3 separate regions of the Mus musculus genome follow, and all the other regions are linked to region 1. The links are chromatin contacts, called in public Hi-C and HiChIP or PLAC-seq maps. All regions are on one chromosome and are shown on one strand. Each heading gives the region's core, a stretch centred on a gene start, on an enhancer-like site or on the middle of the called end of the contact. The rest is flanking DNA. Distances are from core to core; before and after follow the strand shown.

Region 1 (4,570 bases), core at 899-3,398:
GATTGTCATCCTAAGGGGACTTGGAAATGACGTCACAGCAGCCATGTTCAGTGAATGAAAAACTCAGGCCCATGAGCTAGCTAACAGGCCTCCCCTGAGGTTCTGTGCCAGTGCAGAGCTCAGCAAGCAAGAACTGTTCTTTTAGGCAGAGAGTGCTCCTTCGGTGTTCTTAGAGGCTGGCTCTTCAGGATGTGGGTCCTGTAATAGAATTGTAGCCAATGTCTACACCTGGACAGAGCTCACTGGGTGCTACGGGTGTCCTCCTGAGAATTCAGGAGGGAGAGACAGAAAGAAGGATAGAAAAAGTGCTTAGACTTTTATGCTGGCTGTTCTGACAAGCCGTTGATGACTTTGGGACACAGCAGTTATGCAGTGGACGTCTGTCTGGCTGAGCAGCAGACACAGGCATCTGCCATGATATAGCTGCCTAGGATTCCAACACTTATTTTGAGTTTGGACTAATCTGGGGTTGCCAAATCTTCTGTCAGTGTGACATGACATTGTAGTCTATGAATGTGACAGGCCACAGTCACAGCTACATTGAGACATATGCAGCCTGAGGGCAACTGGTTGAACAAGCCTGGTTGAACTTTTTGCAATTAACCTACCTTGCCCAGATAGCCCAGGGCAAGTATTGGCATAATTCTTCATAATCCTTTGTGATAACTTTGGAGAAAATACAGAATTTGGGGCAGATTCTGAACTTGGGAGCAGAAGAGCTGGGTCTGTGTTCCCTTTAACTTTTACTGCTGCTGACCATTGGGTTTCCCAACCCCTCTTGTGTGTAGATATTTACGTGTTAGTACCTTAGGTACCACACTCAAAAACATGTGTTCTGGTGCCCCCATTCTTCTAAGCTGAGTTGTCTAGATTCTAGGAAGCCACGGGCTACAGGGCTGCAGATATAATGACAGCTCTGAGAAGAACCAGGGAAGAAACACTTCTGTGCGAAACACACGTGAGGTGATCAGACGTGATTTCTGCAAGTTGAGTGTGAGACTAAGCTGCTGAGGTGGAGGAAATGGCATTGACCGGCGTGGGGCTGACCTAACGGTGGAATGCAGAGGAACCATGAGCATCAAGCAGCTCGTGGGATGCCAGAACACCCCCTAACTTGTCTCTTTCATACATCCCTGCCTTCAGAGTGCCCCTCTCCTGGCCCTCCAATGGGCCATTGTCTCATCTTTTAATTTTCTGCTGCTTTGACCAATGGCCTTTGTATAACTTTCTACTTAGGCTTTGCCAGGCAAAGCCAAGCTCACGAACCAAGAGCACAGTTGTTTCAGCTCTGTGGTACTTAGCAAGCTGTCAGTCATAGATCTCTATATTGTTTGATCTAACCTGTACTGGCCGGTTTTGTATGTCAACTTGACACAGGCGGGAGTTATTACAGTGAAAGGAGCTTTAGTTGGGGAAGTGCCTCCATGAGATCCAGCTGTAGGGCATTTTTTCAATTAGTGATCAAGGGGGAAAGGCCCCTTTGTGGGTGGGACCATCTCTGGGCTGGTAGTCTTGGGTTCTATAAGAAAGCAAACTGAGCAAGCCAGGGGAAGCAAGCCAGTCAGGAATATCCCTCCATGGCCTCTGCATCAGCTCCTGCTTTCTGACCTGCTTGAGTTCCAGTCCTGACATCCTTTGGTGATAACAGCAGTGTGGAAGTGTAAGCTGAATAAACCCCTTCCTCGCCAACTTGCTTCTTGGTCATGATGTTTTGTCCAGAAATAGAAACTTTGAAATAAAACTAGGACAAAACATTCCATAATTTTTTAAAGTTTATTTATAATGCATATGACTGTTTTGCCTATGTGTATGTCTGTGTACCTCATTCACGTTGGGCCAGAAGAGGGTGTTGGATCCCCTGGGACTTGAGTTACAGCCATGTGAGCTGCCATGTGGTTGCTGGAAAATTAACGTGTGTCTTCTGGAAGAGCAGTCAGTGCTCTTAACCACCGAGTCATCTGGTCCCTGCAAATAAGTTGTTTAATGAGAAAAAGAAAACTTCATACTCTTTCCATGAAGACAGGAAAATTTGACTCTGTGTTCTAAGTTCAAATGGACGGGAGGAGTGATGTCTAATAAGGGCGGGTTGTCCACAGGAGCCAATGGCTCTGTCTGAGAGCCAGCTCTTTTCCTTAGTTAGCTGTTTGCCTAAAGGCTGGTTTTTCAGCTTCTGCATGTCCTGGTTCCTTGTTTGTGAAATACAGCTAGGAATGTCACAGCTCTCAGCATTGTTTTGATGACTGAATGAGTCAAATGGGAACACTTAGGTCAGTGCCTGGCACTTGGCTCTCTGAGTATTTGCTACAATAGTAATTAGTAGTCAGAGCATTAGAGTTAAGAGCACTTGTGGGTTTAAAATTTCGACTCAGTACAGTATAGTCAGAACAATAAAACAAAACAGAACAAAGAACCATTTCTCCCCTGTAGTATGTCGGTTACTAAAAATTAACTCTTCATCCCAGGGATGAACGTGGCTTTTGCTAACAGTCTCCCCTTTTCATACATACCCTCCAGAACTCGATCCTGGGATGTGCTGAGATCTCCACTGGTGCCTACAAAGAAACACAAATTCATCATATCACAGTTGCAGCTGGCTTACAAAACCAGAGATGCTGTTTCTCCATCTTCTAAGGACCCCTATGCTCAAGGTGATTTGGTACTGGTTATTCTGATGAGTTTATAGCGATGTATTAGTGGTAATGAGCAACATTTTCTTTTTTTGATATTTGGGTTTGGGTAAATGCTTGAGTAATTAAAGGGCATGTTTTGCTGGGTTCTGGGGGTTCATGCCCGCTACCCCCTGCTCAGCATGAATAATTTGCTATATGACAATAATGTATCTAATTCTGATAATAACACAGTAACTTGGGTCCTCTGTCTTCATCAGGCTGAGAACAACTGAGACTCCAAGGTCATGTGACTTAGGATTATACTACTAATTATAGGCTGGAGACTGAGTTCAGACATGCTCATCAATGCCTGGACCCTGCTTCCCAAGCTTCTCTGCGTCTGTGGGAATTATTGAGACCCTGCCTTAGCTCTTGCCAAGACCTGTGGGTGCAGAGCAGGGGACAGGGTGGATTATTCTGCTCTTTGAAATGTCTATTGGGTCAAACCTATCTGGAAACTCAGAAGCCAAGCCAGGGAGTTTTGAACATGGGGGTTATAACAGTATGGTGGGTAGGGAGGCAGCCAATCGTCCAGCATCTGGAATGAAGCCACACCACACTCTTCCCTGTGCCCCCAGCCCTCAGGCTTGGAAGAGCTCCCTGCCCCACTCCCTCCCTTCCTCCCTTCCTTCCTCTGTCCCCTCCACTAATGAATGCTATCACCTCTCCTGCCTCCCTTCTTATACCAAAAATCTCATCTCCTCCTAGACCTATATACTATAGAAACAAAACAAACAAGCAACAATAAAACCCTAAATTAACACATAATAGGTCACCCAGGCAAGCATGAATAAATGTTGGAAGGTTTTTTGTTTTTTGGGTTTGTTTGTTTTTTTTTTTTTTTACTATAAATTCCTTATGCCAAGATTGTGTCTGATTTGCCTTTTTTTCACTAGCACTTAAAGAATCACTTCTCAAGTGTTTAATATAAAAGATCAGGAGAATAAACATTACCAAATGGGTGGGGGACATTATTTATAGTAACAGTGTCTTAAAGCATTTAAAAATAAGTTATATCAAACCCAAAGTAATTTTGCTGAACACCTACGACAACTCAGACCTGGGGAAATCTTTATATTTGATCTCATTCCCTTTTCACTTCTACTTCCTTCTAGAAATTCTCTAGTTGCTAGGGGAAGTTTGGGAGATGTAAAGTTGGCTGTAGAGAGCCTTGGGGGAGATGCTGCAAAGAAATAAGACTGAGCACATGTGTGCATGTCTGCAGGCAGCTGGGATGGGCAGTGAAGCCTAGGTCATGGTGCTGTGGCTTCAGTGAGGGGCTCCAGAAGCCAGAGATTGTGTTGAAGATTGTGATTACTGTTATTGTTATTAGAGTACAACTTCCTTCTGATTCTGTGTAAGTCTCCACAGCTTTCAAAAGATTTTTCCTCTTCAAACAATTTCAAAAGGAACCTTAACGAGGAAAGGTCTGTGGGCCTGGGTTTTAGAGACAATGATGATAAAAAGAGGGAGGTGTAGACACATCTGTGATGAGGACTTGGGGTGGAAGGGAGAAGGAGGTCTCTGTGAAGATGCTCCCAGAGTTGAGTGTTGAAGGGCTTTTTGAGAAAGGTCACTCCTGCAGGTGAATAAATTCATGTCTCAGAAAGGAATTCACAGAAGTCCTGGGCAAACCCTGAAGAGCCCCAATCTCACACTGCCATGGAAAGTCTCATTTTTCCAATACATTGAGTGTCCTCATAGGACCTCTGGCCCATGACAAAGACATTCTGTGAGCCAGAAGGGCACTTTCTCCATCTCTACTGAGTCACTTCATATAATGGTTAATCTAGATTGTCAACTGGACGGGATGGAGATGGAAATTAGTAAAGCACACAGCCAGGTGTGCCTGAGAGGCTGTTTCAAAGGATGATTAAGGTTTCTGTCTGTGCCTGGAGCTG
Region 2 (4,570 bases), core at 1,492-3,991, 200 kb after region 1:
TAGCACATATAAACACACCCCCCCATATATATATATATATATATATATATATATATATATATGCTCTCACCAATTTGATATGTGCATATGCACACATGCATTTGTCTGCATATATAAAATGTGAGTTGCCTTTATTCTTCAGATGCTTTTAGTGCTTATTAATTATGTTTGTTAATGATGATTGACCTAAGGCTATAAAGGGTCAAGTCCCTAATCTGCTCACTTTGTTTACAGTAGCAATTTGCTTGCATTCTTTGGGGGTTTATGGAGCATGGCCGCTTTCTATTAGTTATAACCCTTGAAGCAACATAAAGCTCATGGCAGCTTGATTACAGCCAGATTCAAACGCAAGCAGACATTCTTTTCCCTCTACACAGGCTTATTCAGTAGGGTCATAATGTTGGTAGTGGAAATTAGCAAGTTTGATCCTTTAAGCTTATTACTCAGCCAGACAACTGTGGCCTCTAGGTTTCACTACCACCCAGCAGAATGGCAGACTTTAAAAAAGCTCACAAAACTGACTAATCCTTAAACATTGTACTGGCTGGTTTTGTGTGTCAACTTGACACAAGCTGGAGTTATCACAGAGAAAGGAGCCTCCCTTAAGGAAAGGCCTCCATGAGATCCAGCTGTAAGGCATTTTCTCAATTAGTAATCAAGGGTGGTTGAGAGGGTCAACTGTGGGTAGTGCTAGTAGTCTTGGTTCTATAAAAGAGCAGGCTGAGCAAGCCAGGGGAAGGAAGCCAGTAAGTAACATCCCTCCATGGCCTCTGCATCAGCTCCTGCTTCCTGACCTGCTTGAGTTCCAGTAGAAACTTCCTTTGGTGATGAACAGCAATGTGGAAGTGTAAGCGGAAAAAACCCTTTCCTCCCCAACTTGCTTCTTGGTCATGATGTTTGTGCAGGAATAGAAACCCTAAGACAAACAGACCACAAAAGTAAACTCTGCCGGCAACACAGACAGGTCTGGAGACCTGGTGGAAGGGAAGCTGGTCCCAGAAGATTTACTTCAAAGCCCTTCTGAGTGAAGCATCTGCTCCAGGGATAGCACCTTACTCTCTAGACTTCACGCTGCACTGGAACAGGTAGGTCAGCAGGAGCTGGAGTTGTGAAACTTTGGGCGAGCTATCTGGAGCACCAGCCCAAAGCATCAGGTCAAACTCTGTACCTATGTGTTCCGTCCTTCTCAGACACACAGCTCTGACTTTCACATGCTAAGACACACCTTAAAACTCTGTGCACTTGTGATGGATGCCTTTAGTTCCTACCTCGCAACTGACATGACACTAAACACTTGTTTTGTCTTGAAAGAGTGTCTGAGGGCTGGAGAGATGACTCAGCAGGTAAGACTGCTCTTCCAGGGGTCCTGAGTTCAATTCCCAGCAACCACATGATGGTTCACAACCATCTGTAATGAGATCTGATGTCCTCTTCTGGTGTGTCTAAAGAGAGCAGGATGTGTACTCATATACAAAAAAGTACACAAATCTCTAAGAGAGAGAGAGAGAGAGAGAGAGAGAGAGTCTGAGGTAGCCCAGGCTGGCCTCAAACTGGCTACGTAGTGGAAAACAACTTTGAAATGAACTTTTGGATGGGCTGAGAGTACAGACATGCACCACCTTATACCTGATTTACATAGCTTTCTGCTTGCTAGGCAAGCATCTAACAGCTAAACTCCCGCTTTGGGAAGTCGAGTTTAAAGAGTATACTGAGACAACTGGGACCTCACACACCCCAGGGCGTTACTCCATTGAGCCAGAGCCCACATCCGTCTCTTTAAGGCTGAAAGTTTGGCAAATATTGTTTAATATAGCCCCTCATTCTGTTTAATCTATCACTGATACAGTTATCAAGTAACTGGGTCTGTTAAATGAGCAATTAAAAAAAAAAACAAAAACCTTAGAAATGTAAGGGGATTGAACTCTGACCGGGAGAGCAGATGTAATTCTAGGTTCCAGGGTGGAGAAGGAAATACTTCCCACCTGGAATCCTGATCCTATTAAGTTAGGATTTCTTTTCAAGTAACCTTGAGAAGAGAACTGGCTGCAATCGGCTACAAAACAATGAAAAGGACTCAGGTCCTGTGGATGACCCAGGGAAACAGCCACTGGGAGGGAAAAGGTGGACAAATATTTATTTTAACATGAAGACTAGGAAGATTCTGAGAGTAGAAGAGGGCACTTAAAAAAAAATCTCTGTGTGTGTATGTTGAGTGCAATGCTGGCATGTATGTATAGGTGTCGTTTGCATGCCCAACTCTCAAGAAAGCCAGATGGGCACCAGCTCCCCTGGAACTGGAGTTACAAGTGGTTTGTTTCATGCTGTTTGAGCTAGGGTCCTCGAAAGAGCAGCAAGTGCTTTTTAACTGATGAGCCATCTCTACAGTAGGAGGGCAATCACGCCAGACTAGCAGGTTTATAAGCTACTAGGTTTATATTTACTTTATAAGAGAATGCTCGCTTGGAGAAAACTGTCACTTTAAGATCTGTTCCAACAGTCTCTACTAAATTACTGTTGCCCACAACAGCAACAGTGGGGGACTTGGGAGGCAGAACCTGGCAGATCTTGAAGATTCAGGCCAGCCAGGGATACGCAGAGATACCATCACAAACCAGCAACAGCGGAGCTAGTATATGCTCTGGATAGCTACTTTCTACTATCTGGGCATATGCACAGAAGCACCGTGAAAGAGGAAGCGCCTCTTTTAGCTTAGTGAGGAAAATGCTTAAACAGCAACAGGACACAGTAAGGACTCAGCCAGGCTTGGTGGCACAATGTAGGATCCAGATCAAGACTTCAAGCCCAGCCCGGGATGAGTCCCAAACTGGAAATTCTAGGGAGCTGAGCATGAAGTGTAAACATGGAGGTTTGGAACCCAGGTTCAGTGGTCCACAAATGTCTTGGTTGTCCTGAAGCCTGAGAACCTAGGCTGGACAACTCAGGGAAAACCAGGATAAAACAGAGAACTCCACGGAACCTAGTGTTTGGTTAATTAAAATCTAGGACAAGCCAATGCCCCAAGTGTAACGGCCTTCAGCGGCTTCAATAGGCGAGCAAACCTACTGTGTAGATAGCTCCCAGCAGCTGGACCGAGGAAGAACTCAAGAACAGGGGCAGCTAATACACTGTACCACGCTGTATTAAATATCCTGATAAGCCAGGACTGTCAGTGTTCGATAAACCAAGCCCTGGCACCGGAAGTGAAACAGAGGTTCCCATTTGCCAGGAAATTCTAGCAGCCTAGTCACCCAGAGCTGAGGGCAGCCGTGAAAGTGGCCAGGCCCAACGCAAGACCTTAAAGTATCTGTGTCTTATTTTGTGTCACTTGATAGCATGATCCTTGAGTCTGAACTGTTAGACAACACTGCTTTCAAAATGTAAGACCTAACATGAAACTGGGAATTGCCTACTCTGGAGCAAGAACTTTCAAGTTAAAGGCCGGACACTAGGACCCCGTCTCAAAATATCTCGTCAACGTGACTTCATCTTAAAAGCATAAGTACAGATAAGCACATTTTGTCCGTAAACAAGAACCACCCCCCTTCCCTTTCTTTTGATAGAGAAAGAAGGAATGAAATAGCACTTAATTTTTGAGGTTTTTTTTTTTTTTTTGGGAACCACAAAGAAACAAGTCAGAGGAAATCTTATAAATGTTAGGTTGATTTATAAGCGCTGCCTGGCAGTTACAGTCTGTTTACAGTGAGTTATCTAACCGAACATACTATACATGGCAATTAGAAGTCATCATGGCAAGAGAGAAACCACAGTTGGCCCGCTGCCGACACAAACAACCAGAAAACTGAAGGGCAACAGGCTGGGATGGAGGTGGGGGTGTGTTTACTATAAAAGAAAAAAAAAAAGACTATTGGCTTTTTCAGAAGGAAAGTAACAGTCTGCTGGCAGAGGTGACACTAGGAGACAAGTGTTTTAACTCTAGGCCTGTCCTTAATTCCCCTAAGAGCCAAGTGGAGGGAGACATTGAAACAAACAGGCAATTCTGTAAAGTTAGAAACCCTACAAATCTGATTAAAATCTAAACTTGTTTTGCTTTTAAAAAACTTAATATATCAAAAGGCCCGCTTTAGTGACATGCTAATCCCACCAAAAAAATAACCCCAGTAAACCCCCACCCACCCACCCATCAGTAACAGTGTTCAAGTTGACCAGCCAACTCATACTTCTAACTCGTGTGTGGAGTAAGTATACGCATCCCCTAAACCTAAGCCTGGGGACAGGTGGTGGCAAGCAGTGGCATCCCACTGGCTACCTGTCCAACATCTGCTCCTGCAGAGTGGGCAGGGAAACCCTAAGCAGTAATGAAGCTGAGACCCCAAGATAACCAACTTTCCCGGTACTGCATCCTCACCCCTACCTCAAGGGAGCCTCACTTCTAAGCCAAGCCCCTCATCACTCAAACTTGGCACCCAGTGAATAGGATGGTTCTCTCAATTAGAAAGACATACATCCACACATCCATATATATATAACTTTTTTGTTTTTAACATTTAAATATAAAAATACTACTCTGCTTTGTGTTATGAACGGAGGACCAAGAAATGCCAACTTTTTT
Region 3 (4,570 bases), core at 1,327-3,826, 150 kb after region 1:
TGAAGAGAAGTGCCCTTCAGGAACTTGGCTCCTGTGAGTACCATAACAAGATTGGCCAAGAGCAGGTCCTAGCGTGCACCCTCCTGTCTAGTTTTCTTGATGTTACTGCATTTTTTTGTCAGGATCATTCTGGGAATGTGACTTATGTCACCTCCTAGCCCTAAGAACAGATCTCAGTGCCTGCTAGAAATGGCTAACCCTTTCCTGCCCCACCCGACTTCCAAACCTTCTTACAAGCCTTCCTAGCTTGCTGAGGAAGGCCTTGAAGGCTCAGGGGAGTTCTCTTGTTGACATTGGTGGTGGTAGTGATATTGAGTTTTGCTTTGTTTTTCTCCTGATTCAAAACAGATGGAACAAGGAAAGAACAGTTGAAAAATTCTAAAAGCCACTTATCTTTGGCATATTGTGAAGTGAAAACAGAAAAGACTAGAACATCAGTTCAGTAAACAAGCTTGCATACACACAGCAAGTGTCTTTGATGATCCTGACCAGCCCTGTCCAGCATAAATATTGATCCATGTCTAGGATTTAAAATCTCTAGGAGACACACTTAAAACAATTCTTTTAAGTTGTTCTTCTTCATGTCTATAAAATCAGATGTATGTTTTCTTTTTATGGCACATCTCAATTCAATTTCTTTTTATGGCACGACACATTTCAAGCTCTTAATATCTACACGTACTTCTCTCATTGTGGGCAGCAAAGCTCTACCCAGCAATGTCTCATGTTAGCAAGAGCATGCTAGCCCTTGGAGGGTGAAGGCTGGAGGATCAAAAGTTCAAGGTCATCCTTAACTACATGATGAGTTTGAATCTACTCTAAGCTACAAGAAGTCCTGTTTCAATGCTTAAAAACATACACACTGAACTTAGTTGGAGAAGGTGTTCTAGGTGGTTAGGTGAACCATGGCAGAGACTTGGCTATAGTTGCCATAGCAAGAGCAGAAAGAAAAAAAAGAACAAAAGGGCATGCTGGGAAGGAGACTACCAACCAGACTTCTTGGCAGGAGGAGGGACTACCAACCAGACTTCCTGGAAGATTGGTAGAGAGGAATAAAGAAAAGCAGAGAGAGGAGGGAATCAAAGACACCAGCTTTGATGACAGCCCAAGCATGGAGTGTCCAACCATCTTCTCTCTGTCTAGACCTAAGTGGTTGTTCTGCTGTCCTTGGGGCTTTCGACAGACAACTAGCTTTCCTGGTCTTCCTCAAGAATTTGTCTCCTGTGTTTCAAGGCAGTTGCTGCCCTTTCTTTCTTTCTTTCTTTCTTTCTTTCTTTCTTTCTTTCTTTCTTTCTTTCTTTCTTTCTTTCTTTCTTTCTTTCTTTCTTCCTTTCTTTCTTTCTTTCTCTCTTTTTCTGTTTGTAATTATGCACTCCTGAAATCTGCAAGAACTCAGGTTCACATTCCTGAGGAAAATGTTCTGGTACATTTGGGCCAAAGACGTGCTGTGCTGAGAAGGTGGCCTGGCTCAAAACACTGGCAGGACTAAGCAGGCACCGCGGCCCAAACTAACATACACATTTGTCCCCGACGACGACTGGGAAAAGGCTGAGACACTGACTCTCAGTGTGAGTGTCCCCCAGCAAGGCCTTCAAAACAAGGAGCAGAAGGGTGAGCCTGTGTCATAAACATGGCTGGAACAACAGAAGGCAGCCGGCCAGCTAGAGACATAAACAAGTTCTTAAAGGAGCCCCAACAGCACTTCCTTGTTTCCTCTAGGCAAATGTTGAGCTTTAGTGCGCACTTGATACAATGGCTAGACTGTAGATGAAAATTCACAGAAGCATTCCAACCGTGTCTTTAAAGAGGGAGGGACAGATCTGTCATGTGTGTGCCCGGGGTGGGCTGAAGCAAGAGCAGAGCCTACAAGATGAGTGCTTTATGTGGTGGTGAAGGCCTGACCCCAACCCTTGCTTGGCCCTTGTGGTCTAGGACAAGAAGGAATAGCAGCCAGCTGCTAGCAATTACACTAAAACAGAATTGGTAGTACTTTTACTGCCCAGAAAGAAGAGCCCTAGACAGATGATATTTTCCAGAAGAATTGAATCTGGGGCTTAATAGACCTGAGTTTAAGTCCCTGAAGTGACGAGATCATATTAACTATGAAGAAAAGAAGCCTCCTGCTCAGTCTTTCCAAGTGCCAGCTGACCTCTGCCTAGGCACGGGCCCAGCATTCCCCAGGCTCAGAAGATGGAAAGACACAGACCAATAGTGTATTTGAGTAGGGACCACAAAAACAACTCAGCAGTGGGCATAAATCCTGGGCCTGGAATCCCATAACTATTTAACAACTCCCTGGGAAGCAAGGCTGACTTTTTCTGGTTCAGGTCTTTCCCTTCTCTGGCATTTCCCAGGCGATTGCTGGGGAAGTGCCAGAGGCATGTTGTCTAGGGAGACCTCCACCACGGATTCATTTCTAACATTAGAACACTATGACCTGAAGACCACCCCAAGGGGATTCTCGGGGGAGGGATATCACCTCCTCCACCAAGCCAAGATAAGAACGCAGGGACCAGTGAAGGTAGGGTGACAGGTTGTGCAAAAGAGGAGCCAACAGCTTCCTGTGAACCAATTTTGAGTTCCCTTGAACAACCAATAAGACTCAATCGTCACCAGGTGTGGTGGCACACAGCTTTAATCCCAGCACTTGAGAGGCAGAGGCAGGCAGATTTCTGAGTTCGAGGCCAGCCTGGTCTACAGAGTGAGTTCCAGGACAGCCAGGGCTATATAGAGAAACCCTGTCTCGAAAAACCAAAAAAAAAAAAAAAAAGACTTGATTGTCACTTAGGGCATACAGCACCATATCTGGCCACCAGAAATTTTAGTTCTTTTTTGTTGTCATTTTTTGTTTAGTTAATTAGCTAGTTATTTTGAGACAAGGTGCTCCCATTTGGCTTGGAACTCGCTGTGTAGACCAGCCAGGCCTCAGACTCACAGAGATTGCCTCATTCTGCCTCCTGAAGGCTGAGATTAAAGGCGTGCACCACCACACCTGGATAATTGCTTTTTAATTATTATCGACTGTTACATGATTCTCTCTCCAAATGATACCTATGACCTGAAGTTTAAAAAAAAAATTCTAACATTTCATTTATTTGAGTTTTCCTCTTCAAACCATTACTATATCTTCTTATTCAATTGAACAGCATGTTTTTCTCTAAATTACAACTGGCCTTAACAGTGCGGATGTGACCCTCCCTGGAATTAGCAACAGAAAGCTCCAGTCAGCTGAAGGCATCCTGCTAGTACTTCGTGAACACACCATATCTAATCTGGTGCCTGGAGAGCAATGACCCAGAAATCAGTTATAGATTTGAATGTCAGCTTTGTTATTGAATTGTAAAAATTTTAACAAGTCATCCCTTCTTTGTACTGCCTACTTCCATAAGTAAATCTAGGACACAACGAATTCAAAGCTAGAGAGAGCTCTGCTTGCACAATGCCGCCTTGTTCTCAAGTGTAGGATCTGGAGCCAGGGATTGTGTAAATTGCTTGCATTTTTTAAGCAACAGATATGCATGTAGGAAAGTCCACTGGGCGACAAACAAAAGCCGGGTCTCAGATAAAACCCTGAGCAATATCCTAATGGAGATTTACAAATCTTAAAAGGTCGCCAGCTTTACACCGTGCCTTTCTAGACCTCTCAGGATGCAGGGTTTTAAACAAGAAAGAGCTGTGACTTGCAAGGAGACTCTGTCGTGGGAAAGAAAGCACATTTGGCCAGACGGCTTAGCTTTTTGTTTCTAGGGAGCTGGTATTATCCTATCACTGGGAGCTAGAAAGGAGAGAGTTTCCTCCACTCAGTAGAGTTTAGAACCCTGTTAAGGTTCGAAAGGAAGAAGGAGGAGGCGGGACTTTGACTTACATAGAACTCTAGGTTTTTTTTGTTTTTGTTTTTGTTTTTTGTTTTTTGGTTTGTTTTTGTTTTTGTTTTTGTTTTTTTTTGGACAGGTCAAGAACACACAGTGAACTCTTTCTGTAGACCAGGCAGGTCTTGACTTCACAGAGATCCGGACTGTCTCTACCTTCTGAGAGCTGGGATTAAAGGCATGCACAAAACACCCGGTGCAAATAACATTCTTGATATCTCTTTTGGAGAAGATGACACACCTAGGAGAGGAAAACCCAGAGAGAGCTCTGCAGAGTCTAGTCTAGTTAGATGGCCACTTCTTTCTTTACGTATGTAGGTAGTCATTCATTCACTTATTTTTGTGTCTCTGAAAGAGTCTCACTGGGCCAACTGGATAGCTCAGGGGGTCAGAGCACCTTCTACCAAGCCTGATGACCTGAGTTCAAGTCCCAGAACCCACATGGTAGAAGAAGAGAATTGACTCCATCCGTTGCCCTCTGACCTCCACACTCTCAACATGACATAGCCACAGGTGTAGAGGCTATACACATAATAAACTGAAAAATAAAATGTAATCAAAGGGAAGTTCTCACTATGTAGCTCAAGCTGGCCTAAAACTCACTGTGTACCCCTCCAGCTGGGATTACAGATGTGTTACAACACCAACAATCAGTAGGGTGTGTGTGTGTGTGTGTGTGCTCGTGCGCGCACACAATTGGT

What was found. Hi-C and Micro-C count contacts between places; a contact is called where the count stands out from the background. HiChIP or PLAC-seq counts read pairs in DNA pulled down with a chosen protein or histone mark.
Region 2: an H3K27ac HiChIP or PLAC-seq map of microglia shows a contact between it and region 1, with 5 times the contacts expected there. The contact joins two enhancer-like sites. A contact is called at or near these places in 8 of 39 promoter capture datasets (the C10 cell line, the HPC-7 cell line, cranial neural crest and 5 more), 2 of 15 datasets of contacts at CTCF or cohesin (the G1E-ER4 cell line and embryonic stem cells), 28 of 484 Hi-C or Micro-C datasets (B cells, CD4 single positive thymocytes, bladder smooth muscle and 19 more), 48 of 115 datasets of contacts at active chromatin or transcription factors (the 230-238 cell line, the NIH/3T3 cell line, SST interneurons and 28 more) and 3 of 9 other capture datasets (adipose tissue, liver and pancreatic islet).
Region 3: a Hi-C map of uterus shows a contact between it and region 1. The contact joins two enhancer-like sites. A contact is called at or near these places in 1 of 15 datasets of contacts at CTCF or cohesin (CD8 T cells), 8 of 484 Hi-C or Micro-C datasets (Sertoli cells, forebrain, muscle stem cells and 3 more) and 4 of 115 datasets of contacts at active chromatin or transcription factors (astrocytes, embryonic stem cells and extraembryonic endoderm stem cells).

The regions. Positions count from the first base shown.
Region 1 is chr1:154,110,274-154,114,843 of GRCm38.p6, reverse strand. It overlaps Gm46165 (a long non-coding RNA gene), which reads right to left. Exons shown (of 4, transcript XR_001779496.2): 3 at 2,508-2,552; 4 at 1,935-1,965. It overlaps LOC108167736 (a long non-coding RNA gene), which reads left to right. Exons shown (of 4, transcript NR_168298.1): 2 at 2,515-2,648. Among named protein-coding and RNA genes, the nearest start is that of Gm46165, 49 kb to the right of the region's middle. Within about 2 kb of position 2,148, at least 44 of the 459 cell types and tissues checked have an H3K27ac peak or open chromatin away from gene starts, as enhancers often do. A contact at or near this core is called in adipose tissue, colon epithelium, cortical glia and 2 more, where this site is marked.
Region 2 is chr1:153,908,737-153,913,306 of GRCm38.p6, reverse strand. It overlaps Glul (glutamate-ammonia ligase (glutamine synthetase)), which reads right to left. Exons shown (of 7, transcript NM_008131.4): 7 at 3,584-4,570. Among named protein-coding and RNA genes, the nearest start is that of Glul, 11 kb to the right of the region's middle. Within about 2 kb of position 2,741, at least 44 of the 459 cell types and tissues checked have an H3K27ac peak or open chromatin away from gene starts, as enhancers often do. A contact at or near this core is called in adipose tissue, colon epithelium, cortical glia and 1 more, where this site is marked.
Region 3 is chr1:153,961,242-153,965,811 of GRCm38.p6, reverse strand. No RefSeq gene overlaps it. Among named protein-coding and RNA genes, the nearest start is that of Gm30327, 28 kb to the left of the region's middle. Within about 2 kb of position 2,576, at least 54 of the 459 cell types and tissues checked have an H3K27ac peak or open chromatin away from gene starts, as enhancers often do. A contact at or near this core is called in uterus, where this site is marked.